Linked DNA regions of Zea mays: region 2 is linked to region 1. Evidence: chromatin contacts called from public Hi-C data. All regions are on one chromosome and are shown on one strand. Each heading gives the region's core, a stretch centred on a gene start, on an enhancer-like site or on the middle of the called end of the contact. The rest is flanking DNA. Distances are from core to core; before and after follow the strand shown.

The links. A called contact is a pair of places that touch in the nucleus more often than the background predicts.
Region 2: a Hi-C map of ear shows a contact between it and region 1, with 3 times the contacts expected there. The contact joins the promoter of LOC100276377 here to the promoter of LOC103642560 in region 1. A contact is called at or near these places in 5 of 25 Hi-C or Micro-C datasets (ear, endosperm, leaf and 2 more).

The regions. Positions count from the first base shown.
Region 1 is chr10:83,205,604-83,211,424 of Zm-B73-REFERENCE-NAM-5.0, forward strand. LOC103642560 (aquaporin NIP3-2) reads left to right here and starts at 3,007. Exons shown (of 3, transcript XM_008665813.2): 1 at 3,007-3,815; 2 at 3,915-3,976; 3 at 4,078-4,337. The coding sequence starts at 3,201. The coding sequence ends at 4,225. LOC100272772 reads left to right here. Exons shown (of 17, transcript NM_001147225.1): 10 at 12-101; 11 at 598-678; 12 at 1,052-1,123; 13 at 1,207-1,301; 14 at 1,378-1,466; 15 at 1,572-1,634; 16 at 1,719-1,762; 17 at 1,923-2,273. The coding sequence ends at 2,054. LOC103641303 (chaperone protein dnaJ A7A, chloroplastic) reads right to left here. Exons shown (of 8, transcript XM_008664659.4): 8 at 5,275-5,821. The coding sequence ends at 5,710.
Region 2 is chr10:83,377,411-83,383,074 of Zm-B73-REFERENCE-NAM-5.0, forward strand. It overlaps LOC100276377, which reads left to right and starts at 2,646. Exons shown (of 7, transcript NM_001279445.1): 1 at 2,646-2,873; 2 at 3,702-3,862; 3 at 4,323-4,487; 4 at 4,557-4,721; 5 at 5,032-5,166. The coding sequence starts at 3,761. It also overlaps the pseudogene LOC111590323.

The DNA of each region.
Region 1 (5,821 bases), core at 1,757-4,256:
TTGGTAACCAGGGAGCTCTTATCGAAAAACTTGGAGCTGGCTCTGATGGAAGGGTGTCTTCTGCAGTACTTAAGGATGGATCTGTAGTTGAAGCTGATACAGTTATGCTATTTATTTCCTTCTAATGGTTCATGCAGTAGTACTATACAACTGAAATTATTACTTTTACTGCCAGATAAATTTAAATATCATATTCATTTTTTGATCCACTTCTCTGTGAGAACCAATGTTCTTCACTTCTTCATAGATACAAAATCTTCAACCTTCTGTAGTTACTTATAGACTCAATTTGATAGATTTGTTCACTCGATATTCAATACAAGGGTAGTTGATATATTTACTCATTGTCTCATTCACTTAAGCCCATAAAGTAAAAAAGAAGACAAAAAGTATTTGATATTCTTGTTGTTTTAACAAGATGAAAGGACAGGCCTGACGCAGTGGTGAGAAGCCTTTTCACTGAGCCAAAGGTCCTAGGTTCGATGCAGCCTCTCTGCATTGGCTTGCCTCGGTTATACCTTCCTTAGACCCCACTCATGTGGGAGCTGCCAACACTGGGTTTATCATGTCCTCTTGTTTTAACAAGATTAAGTGCAGGTAATTGTTGGTATAGGAGCAAAACCAGTTGTCAGCCCGTTTGAAGCTGTTGGAGTTAACCCTAAAGTTGGTGGAATAGAGGTTTGTTTCCATGCCAAAGTTAATTAGGCTTATTAAATCTACTGCTCTGCATCATAATAGTTGTTCAAAGTTTCTATGGAACTATTTCCTTTTTCTTTTCTACCTGAGATACTGATTGGATTAATTTGGATTAGCAGCAAACAACACATAAACCCCCTCAAATTGGATCACATTTTAAAGTTACATTTTACCCGTATCAATTTATTGGTTTCTAGCTGTTTCATTGTCGTTCTGTTCCTTCTTGTTGGACGTGCGCTGCTTCATTATATGATGGATTTTAATTTCGATAGTTACTTGCTCAAGTGTTTGGCATCCTGTAAATCACTTGTGGTCTATCCTTGGTCAAGAGAGCTAATTGTGTATATTTTTGTAGGTTGATTCCTTGTTCAGAACTAGTGTACCTGGCATCTTTGCAATTGGAGATGTAGCAGCGTTCCCCCTGAAGGTTGGTAATCATTATTATGTTTTCTATCTTCTGAGGCAAAGTTGGATCCCAGAATATGTTATTTTTTCCCAAACCCATTGCAGATGTACAATAGAATTGCTCGAGTGGAACATGTGGATCATGCTCGGAAGTCTGCGCACCACTGTGTAGAGACGCTCCTAACATCCCAGACAAAAGCGTGAGTTTATGGCAATCAAGTGTGCTTTGTCAGTTTAGCCCCCAATGCTTGTTCTGATCCACCGTTTTGGATGCAGGTATGACTACCTTCCATACTTCTACTCGAGGGTTTTTGAGTACGAGGGAAGTTCGAGGAAAGTCTGGTGGCAGTTTTATGGCGACAATGGTGAGTACCATGACATCCATTTTATACATCACAAGTTGATCCTTGTGATTAAGCTTAAGCATGCATATTCATGAGACTAATGCCCTTGGTTTGTGCTCTGAGCAGTCGGCGAAGCAGTCGAAGTAGGGAACTTTGATCCAAAGGTTGCGACTTTCTGGATCGACTCTGGTAATCAGTAGTTTGGAGTACATTTCGATTCCTCTCAGTTATGCTTAACCATAGCATGACGATTCCGCCTTGTCGTAATTGTAGATAGCCGGCTGAAGGGTGTTTTCCTCGAGAGTGGAACCTCAGAGGTAATTGCACTTTGCATCGCTTTTGTCTCGAATAAGATCTTGCTAATCTAGGATGGTTTCTTGTTTCTGCTGAACTTACTACCAAGTTATACGCCACATCAAGCACGAGAGATCGTGTGATACTGGACATGTCCATGACGAACTTTCTGCAACATTTCAGGAATTCTCGCTTCTTCCGCAGCTCGCCAAATCTCAGCCTGTTGTTGACAAGTCAAAGCTCCAGGCCGCGACTTCTGTTGAAGATGCATTAGAGATTGCAAGAAGCTCACTCCGGTCCAGTGCCATGGTTTAGCTCTCAGAATCTAGTACTTTCTTGAACCCGAGGCTGTGCGCTGCTCGAGCGGTTCATAGCGTCGAGACCACGTCAGCAATAACGCACAATTACATAGAATCTATTCCCACTGGGGTTGTAACATTCTTCAGTGCACCTGCGTCGGCTATTTCCAGCTTGAAATAAACCTGGTTGCCCTTTGAGGGGTTGATGAGGATGATAGATTGAAGCCTTTATGCTACTTTTTTCTTGATGGTCTTCTGATCACTCATGCATTCATGTTTACTGCTCGACATATAGTTCGTTTAACAGTCCCTCTTTTCCGAAGTTACTGTAAGACGTGTTTTCCCCTATATTCATTATTTTTGCTGTGTATCTAGACATAGGGCTAGTTTGTAAACTCAAATTTCCTTCGGATTAGAGAGGATTGAAGAAGAAATTAGTTTTGAAGGGAATTTGAGTTTTCAAACTAGTTCATAGTATATATGTGAGCGTATGCTAAGTGAAAATTTGTATTTATTAAAAAAGTTAAAACATCGTATACTTTGAAAAGAACATAAATTTGGAATGGAGGGTTTACATAGTAAACTGAGAACGAGGCCAGTAGCTCATCTTATCTACAGACCTTTAGAAGTGTACGCCTCTTGTGCCCACGGAGCATAGGCGACGTTCTTGTCGTCTTGGTATTTGAGCATTTGTCTTGTCGAAACTTGCTGGGAATATGCATGAGAATGCTCTTGCCATCGTCACACCTGACGGAGGACTCTGTTGCCCGACAAGGGCCAAATGACAAACAGAGTAGTCAGTGACTCATCTGAGGTTTCTTGCTGATTGGCTCCTGAGTGCTGACACAAACATTTTGCTCCAGCTCGCATCACATATTCCTCGTCATATTCTCCTAAGGGCACAATTCTCCAATGCGTTCAAATTAACAAATATTCTCCAAATTTGACTCGACATGCTGCGCGCGCACTTATATAGGACTAGGAGTAGCTGAATAACTCTGCAAGATCACCTCGAACACGTGTGCATAGATCATATGAAACTTTGCTTGGAAATTGTGCTCAGCTAGGCAATTAGGAGAAACTATATGCATATATAGGTAGATTGGTGTGGTCAAAGAAGACGAGTTAGAGATGTGTATTTGGAGCTGAGTTGAACCGAGAAATGGCCGAGCACGCCACAACGGGCGTCGAAGAGCAGAGGCAGGTGGCCATCAGCATGTGCTCGGCGCCAACACCCAGCAAGCTGGTGGCGGTGGAGTCGTCGTCCCTGCAGAAACTGATGCTCAAGTCGCCGCCGCAGGCTGACGCGCACGGCGACGAGCAGCAAGGGCGCGAGGTGCCGCTGGCCAAGAAGGTGGCGGCGGAGTTCGTGGGCACGTTCATCCTCATGTTTGCGGTGGTGTCGACCGTCGTGGCGGACGCGCAGCACGGCGGCGCGGAGGGCCTGGTGGGGGTGGCGGCCGCGGCGGGGCTGGCCGTGGTGGCCGTGGTGCTCGCCGTGGTGAGCGTCTCCGGCTCGCACCTGAACCCGGCCGTCAGCCTGGCCATGGGCGTGTTCGGCTACCTCCCGCGCGCCCACGTGCTCCCCTACGCCGCCGCGCAGACGGCGGGGTCCGCTGCCGCCGCGTTCCTCGCCAAGGCCATGTACCGCCCCGCCGACCCGGCCGTCATGGCCACCGTGCCCCGCGTCGGCGCCGCCCAGGCGTTCTTCCTCGAGCTCGTGCTCACGTTCGTGCTCATGTTCGTCATCGCCGCCGTCGCCACCGACCCGACCTCGGCAAGTGCGCCGTAAATTTGACGATGGTATCTATGCCTGCAGTTCTTCAGCCTTGGAAAACGTAAATCTGACGAATGTTTTGTTGATCTTTCAATCCAGAGCAAAGAGCTGGTGGCCATCGCGATCGCGGCGGCGATAATGATGAACGCTCTCATCGGAGGGTAAGTACTGACTAGTGCTGCTAGCTGCTACTACAGAAATCGATACGCATGAACTGGGGCTCCGATCCGACAGATGAACGCTGCGTGTGCATGAGATGCAGGCCGTCGACTGGGCCGTCCATGAACCCGGCGCGGACGATCGGGGCGGCGCTGGCGACGGGGAAGTACAAGGACATCTGGGTCTACCTGCTGGCGCCGCCTCTGGGGGCTATCGCAGGGGCTGCCACCTACACGCTCATCAAGCCCTGATCCGGCCGGCCATCTCGATCACCCGCGCGCGTCCGCAAATATATAGCAGGACCCCTTGTGAAACTGATAGAGGGGTATAAATAGCCTCAAAGGTCCAAACCATAGATGTCCAATAAGCACGAAGCCCGCGAGCCCGGCACGAAGCCCGTTTTTTGGGCCCGGTCCGAGCCCGGCACGGCCCGGTTATATGCGGGCCCGGGCCGGCCCGGCACGAATAAGCGGGCCGGGCTCGGACAGGAAATTAGGCACGGTGGGCTAGCCCGGCACGGCCCGTTTAGCTCTAAGCCCGTTAAGCCCGCTTTTTTACACTAAAACGTGTTTTTCGGCCCGCATAGCCCGCTTTTCGGCCCGCTTTTTTCGTGCTAAACGGGCCGGCCCGGCCCGTTTAGGCCCGTTGCGGGCCGGGCTCGAACAAGGAATTGAGCCCGCGTGCTTAGCCGGCCCGGTTTTTTAATCGTGCCTAGCGGGCCGGGTCCAAAACGGGTCGGGCTTCACCGGGCCCGGGCCGGACCGGGCCGGGCGGCCCGTTTGGACATCTATAGTCCAAACTAGCCTTTAGAACCTCAACTGAAATTTTCATGTAGCTTTTCCACTGCACTGAACAGGTAATGACAAGGTCCAAACTAGCGCCAGTGTCGCATCGGATACGTCCGAGTTATTATTATACTACGAATTTGAATATAGTAAACATACTTAGGGGGTGTTTGGTTTTAGAGACTAATTTTTAGTCCCTCCAATTTATTCTACTTTAGTCACTAAATTGTCAAATATGGAAACTAAAATAGAGTTATAGTTTCCATATTTTGCAATTTATAAACTTAAGTAGAATAAAATGGAGGGACTAAAAATTAGTCCATAGTAACCAAACACTACCTTATCCTATCCAATGTCATGTCCGATGTCATGTCCGGTGGACAAACAGCTTCATATCAACAGCAGCCTGCCCTAGAGCAAAACGCACCTGCTCTACGAGAGGCAGCTTCAAATCAACAGCTGCCGAAGGGGAAAAAAACGTAATGTCTGCATAACGTATTTGAAGAGCAAACCAATAAACCCCCAATGCATCACAAACCATAAAACTACAGTTAACATTTCCATGGTACAGCTTACAGATTCCATGAATGCATGGTGCAGCATTTGTGCAAGAAATGTCAAGTCTAAACCTGATTCCACCATCAGATATCTTGCCTAAGGCTTCCAAGAATACAAAAGCCGTATAACAACAAAAAAAAATGGCTAATAAAGTCGCCTAGTGCATATGCTAAGCTATTGCAAAAACGTCCAGTTCACTGACTCAACTTTCAATAGCTTAAAAACGAGGTTACAGATGTGGAACGGCACATTTTTTTGCTCCAGACCCCTTGCTGTATGTAGTTCGTAGAAGAGTTTATCACTACCAACTCTTTTCATCCAATCATCACTGCAGTTTGCATCAAAATTGCCTATCACACAAGCACGCTGTCCTACGAAGCCATGTGCGATAATCATCTCCTGCTATTGGCTGTTTGAGCCTTGTTCAGGTTTGCAAGCTCCTCAATTAGCTTCTTCTCGTCGCTGCTCAGACGCTTCGGAATCTCAACCTGGACACGCACCAGC
Region 2 (5,664 bases), core at 1,396-3,895, 170 kb after region 1:
TGCCCACCCGAAAGGGAAGGCAACCAATCAGATGATTTTGTGACCGTTGCAAACAAGGATGTTCGGTGTACACTGGACTGTCCACTGCACCCGAGAACAGAAGGCAATCTTCTGTTTCCAAATGAAGGAGCAACGACTTTTGGCCCCTTGGGGCTATAAAAGAGGCCCTTAGGCGCCTCTACTAGGACACTAAGCATTCTAAGAGCACACTACAGCTCCAAGACTCCATGACCACACCTTTGAAGTGTTTGAGAGAGATTTGAGCGTGTTTCTTGAGCTGTCACTCTGTCGTTTTGTTCTTGCACTCTCTTCTTGGCTTGTGTGCGTATTGTTGTTGCGATTGTGCTTTTGTGTGTGTGCACTTACTCCCTCCCTTACTCCAATTTTTATTGTGCTCCAACTTATGGAGATTCCTCACAAACAGGATTAGGATATAAGGAAGATATATGTGGCACTCAAGTTTGATCTTTGGATCACTTGAGAGGGGTTGAGTGCAAACCTTGACTAAAAGAGGTCACCGCAATGGGAAAATCGATGTGTCTCTTGTCCACTTTACTTTATTGTTATTCTTGTCTTTCTTATTGCTCATATTCACTTGTGACATTGTTTCTAGTTTAATACTCATATTAAGAAAGCAATCGAATGAAGAGTTCTCTTCTATCTTCTCTTCTCATATGAACTTGGTTTTAATTCACTCTAACTCATTTATTAGACCAAGTTTGTTTGTTTGGAGCAAGTTTTGCAGGATCACCTATTCACCACTCTCTAGGTGCTCTCACACGCCTAGTTGGCCGCCCATCCAACCACGCCCGAGGATTGAGTGCTCGACCATGCCCGAGGTTATTATCTTTATTTGAACAATTATTGATTGAATTGTTTGAATCATTAAACATTTGAATTGTTGATTCAGTTGAAGTATTGATTGATTATGAATCTTGCGATTGCTAGGATCATAGTGATGATGAGGTATTTGATACCATAAGGCGGTCGACCACCTCCTCAACTACCACCACAACCTTCTGCCCTTAACCATGGCTTTTAATTTAGATTAAATGGTAAGTGATCCTACGCTTAGAAAACAAATTCATAAGTTTTCTCCTTAGATTTGATATCTAGTTAGAATGGTTTACATTCAAAAAGGACAATCTCAATGTATTATGATCTTTCCTTCGAGACAATCTAAAAATAACATAAAGAAAAGAGCATTTTTTAAATCTTGGTATAAAAGATATGATTGGCTAGCATATAACGACTTCAAAGATATATCGTTTTGCTTATATTGTTTTCTCTTTAAGAGCCAAGGATGACATAAATATTTGGATATGGTAGATTCAACAAAACATAATTTAATGATTAGAAGCATGCATATAAAGCATTAATTGAGCATGTTGGTGGAGTGAGCAATGCTCATAATAAGTGTGTTAAGTATTTTGTCGATTTCCAAAATCAAAGACAAAGTATCCCAAGTAAGCTTAGTCATGCAGCTGAAGAAGTAGAGGTCAATACAGATCGATCGGTACCGACATGTTTGACTCTAACGCGGTCGATCAAACGAGTGGATGAATTGACTTGCAATGAAACCAGTCTGATCGATATCATCGGCTCGACTCAAATTAGTAGCACCCATGTTGGACCTGATCTAAGGTTGTACTCAGCAGAACATGCATATGGTTGTGCAAAACACTCTTTTGCATTGTAGATTATACTGTTTATAGAATGAAGTTTGAAATATGAAGTATAATAGGGGTGAGATAGACTGAGAGACATTTCTTTACTTTTTAAAGAACCAATTTCGTACGTCATGCGTCACATGAAAACACACGTAGGTGTGTTCTTTCCCCCCACTTTTCCATAAGCACAATGAGCCCAATAGGCTGTTACACCACATATGAGACATGAGAAACACTTAAGCCTAACACGATAAGAAACTGTACGCAACACAACGCTCTCACATGGTACCACCTCGCTAGTTGTAAGAGGACGAACAACCGAGCGAGCTATAAAAGGCTAGACTTGTTTTCAATTCATAGCTTTATCGACCTTTTGACTAAGATAAAGTGTAATATTTATTTTTATCAGTTTAATATTAGATATGTGAACTATATGTTCACTTTGATATTAAATTTATTTTTTATGGGTATCAAATATGATTGTGTCGTTGCAGCGCACGACATTGTATTATTTGCGTTTGCATGGCGTTTTAAGGGACAGAAGCAGTGTTTGGTTTCTCGAGCTAAAATTTACTCTCTGGTATAGTGGATATTTCAAATTTGGATGATAGTTAAAAGTATTAAATACATTTTAATTACAAAATTAATTATACAGACGAGAACTAAACGATGAGACAAACTTATTAAATCTAATTAGTTCATGACTATCCCATATGATTCTACCATAAACATTTGCTAACTGTATATTAATTAGACTTAATAAATTTATCTCCTCGTTTGGTCTTTAATTGTGTAATTAATTTTATAACTAGATTATATTCAATACTCATGATAAATATCTAAATATTTGATATGATATCAACTAACCAAACATAGTAGCTATTTTTTTTATCCATTAAATAGAAAGCGAGCTTCATTCGTTTTTGATTGGCGTCGCAGCAACCACCTGTCAAGTGTCAACACTCCAGTCCACTACAATCATCGCTGTAGGAGATGGAGGCGGCGGCGGCGGCGGTGAGGTATGGGATAGTCGGGGTGGGGATGATGGGCCGGGAGCACCTCCACAACCTCGCCCACCTCGCCACAGAGGTCGAGCGGGAGCAGTCCGTCCGGGTGCGGGTCACCGGCCTCGCCGACCCCCACCAGGAGTCACTCCGCCTTGGCCTCCAGCTCGCCGCTGAGCTCGGCCTCCCGCCTCCCCAGGTATATCCCCGCTCCACCCTCCTGATTATCCGCGAGATTCTGAGTTCGGAAGCTTCTCATGGCCGCTCGCCAAAATAGCCCGATATTGGTTGCGCTCGCCTAATTGCTCACCTTAAGGCCCCGTTTGGATCCTAGCTAATTGTTTGTCAGTTGCTAACAGTTAGCCGACAAATAATTAGCTGTCAAACAATTAACCATGATATGTTTGATGTCTAAAACATAGTAAATAATCAATCAGAAACTATTAGCAAGTCAAATGGCTAATGAACAAACAATTTGCTGGCTAACAATTAGCTAATTTATTAGTTAGCCCGTTTAGAGCCTAAGGTGCTAAAATTAGCCAGCAAATTATTTGACAGATGGATCTAAACATGTCCTCAGTCACACCCCTCCTACATAAAATACCTCACCACGACTAATTACATGTTTTAGATTATTTTTTGTGGGCAACAAAAAATAGAATCGGCACTTCGCGGTTATGCCCCTCAACTGTTTCCTTCACGGACTCCCTGATCCTCGTCGGCAGCAGCGAGTTCTGCTTGCTCAGCGTCGACTTGGTCCGGAACATGCTGCTAAAGTCACCACCCCTGCGCGCGGCGCCATCGCCGGCGGCCTGGACCAAGCCGCCGTTGTGGTTGAGCACCCTGAGGCTCCTACCACTCCTTGTAAAATATTACGTACATAAAAAACAGATTTTGATAGAATATGAATCAGTTATGGTTAGACAGTGGCACTATACAAAGCACAACCATGTGAGTTCTTAGTCTGGTACTAATTACTGATTCGGTAAATCTTAGTGACATCCAAAAGGTTTCAAGATCTTTCCAGGTCACCGCGAGCTGCTGGACAGCGGGCTCTGTGACGCCATCATCGTATCGTCCCCAAACATGACCCACTACGAGATACTCATGGACATCATCCGCCATCGTGAACCGCAGCACATCCTTGTCGAGAAGCCCCTGTGCACCACTGTGCAGGACTGCAAGAAGGTCAGTTAGTACGGTACTTTGACCTATTGGTAATGTGATATTTGGTCATGAGCTGCTAGCTAGCGCATCTACTCTGTTTATTTTCTTGATATCACCTCACTGTTGTCTACCTGTTCCATAGTTTTGACATTTCATTCTTCTTGAGAGACCACCAAACTATTACACTGTAATAGCGGAGTTTGATTCTACTTCTACCCCACCAAGAAAGGAAATCCATATCATTGTTCTAATCTGAGAACCTGGGATTCATGTTTTCGAACAAAAACTGTTTTCATGAGTTTTAGCTTCACTCGACATGCCACAGTCATTCAGTTTTTTGTGTATTACTGTATTAGTATCTATAAATGTTGCAAAGTACCATGTAACCATGTTGCCAACTTTAGATAATGTGACCAGCACTCAGTTTCATTTTGACATTCACATTCTTTGAATATCTGTTGGCTTCTATGTTTCCGCACAGGTCATTGAAGCTGCTAAACAGAGACCAGAGATAGTTGTGCAAGTTGGATTAGAATACAGGTATATGCCACCCGTTGCTAAGCTGATAGACATCGTTAAGAGCGGTACACTAGGACAAGTCAGAATGGTGGCAATACGCGAACACCGTTTTCCTTTCCTTGTTAAGGTACTACTAGCTGTGTTTTTACCTGCAATACATACAAGTCCACTTATTGTTTTTAGGTACAACTTGCAGGTAAACAACTGGAATAGATTCAATTGTAACAGTGGGGGAACTCTAGTAGAGAAGTGCTGCCACTTCTTTGATCTGATGATATTGTTTGCGGCTGCAAATCCAGTTCGTGTGATGGCTTCAGGAGCCATTGATGTTAACCATAAGAATGAAGTGTATGATGGACAGGTCTGGTTGTCTCACTGCTTGATTAAAACATTTCATTGGATGCATATTCTGCGCATGCATAGCTCTGTGCTCATGCTCATGCAGCATGCTATTTTCAATAAAGATGTTCTGTTTCGTCTCTCTTTCTACTGAAAGACTTGCGATCGTTGTAACAGTGAAAGCCTGAGTGCTTATATTTAGACTCACTGCTCTAGCATTTGTATAATGTTGCAGTTGGAAATCCTAATCAATAACAGTAAATAAACCACAAGCTGAAGGCAGCCTTTAAACATTCCTGTAGTGGCTAAAAGTTGATTATCTCCTAATGCAGGTACCAGATATTATTGATAATGCATATGTGATAGTAGAATTTGATAATGGCTCCCGTGGCATGCTTGATCTCTGCATGTTTGCTGAAGGAAGTAGAAACGAGCAAGAAATTTGTGTGGTTGGTGACATTGGGAAGGTACAAATACAGCTATATATTTTTCTTGCACCTTTTATTTTCCAAGTGGTGACATATTAATCTGTAACCTCTTGCAGATGTGATTCTAGGTAACTTAGTTATACTGCTGTGTAGTTACAGCGTACAAGTATGTTATCCTTACAAGAAAGGCCTGAAACTTGAGGGAAAAAATGTCACCAATTGTAGAAGTACATGTTCCCTTCAATGAAATGTTTCTTTCTGTGAAAGTAGTGTTAATTAATTAATATATTTGTTATACTGTTATAGACTCTTTTGTGGGCCGGCAATATGCCAGGCGCCAGAATAATTAGGCCCAGCCATTTGTTAGATGGCGGCTGGGTGTTAGAGAAGTTTTAGGAGGCTTATCCTCCCTGGAGCTTATCTCCTTAATAATCTCCTAAGTTGTTCCCTGGAGCTTATCTCCTTAATAATCTCCTAAGTTGTTAGGCCCCGGAGCTATAAGGGTGTCTCAGATTGTAATAGGGTTTTTTTATCAAA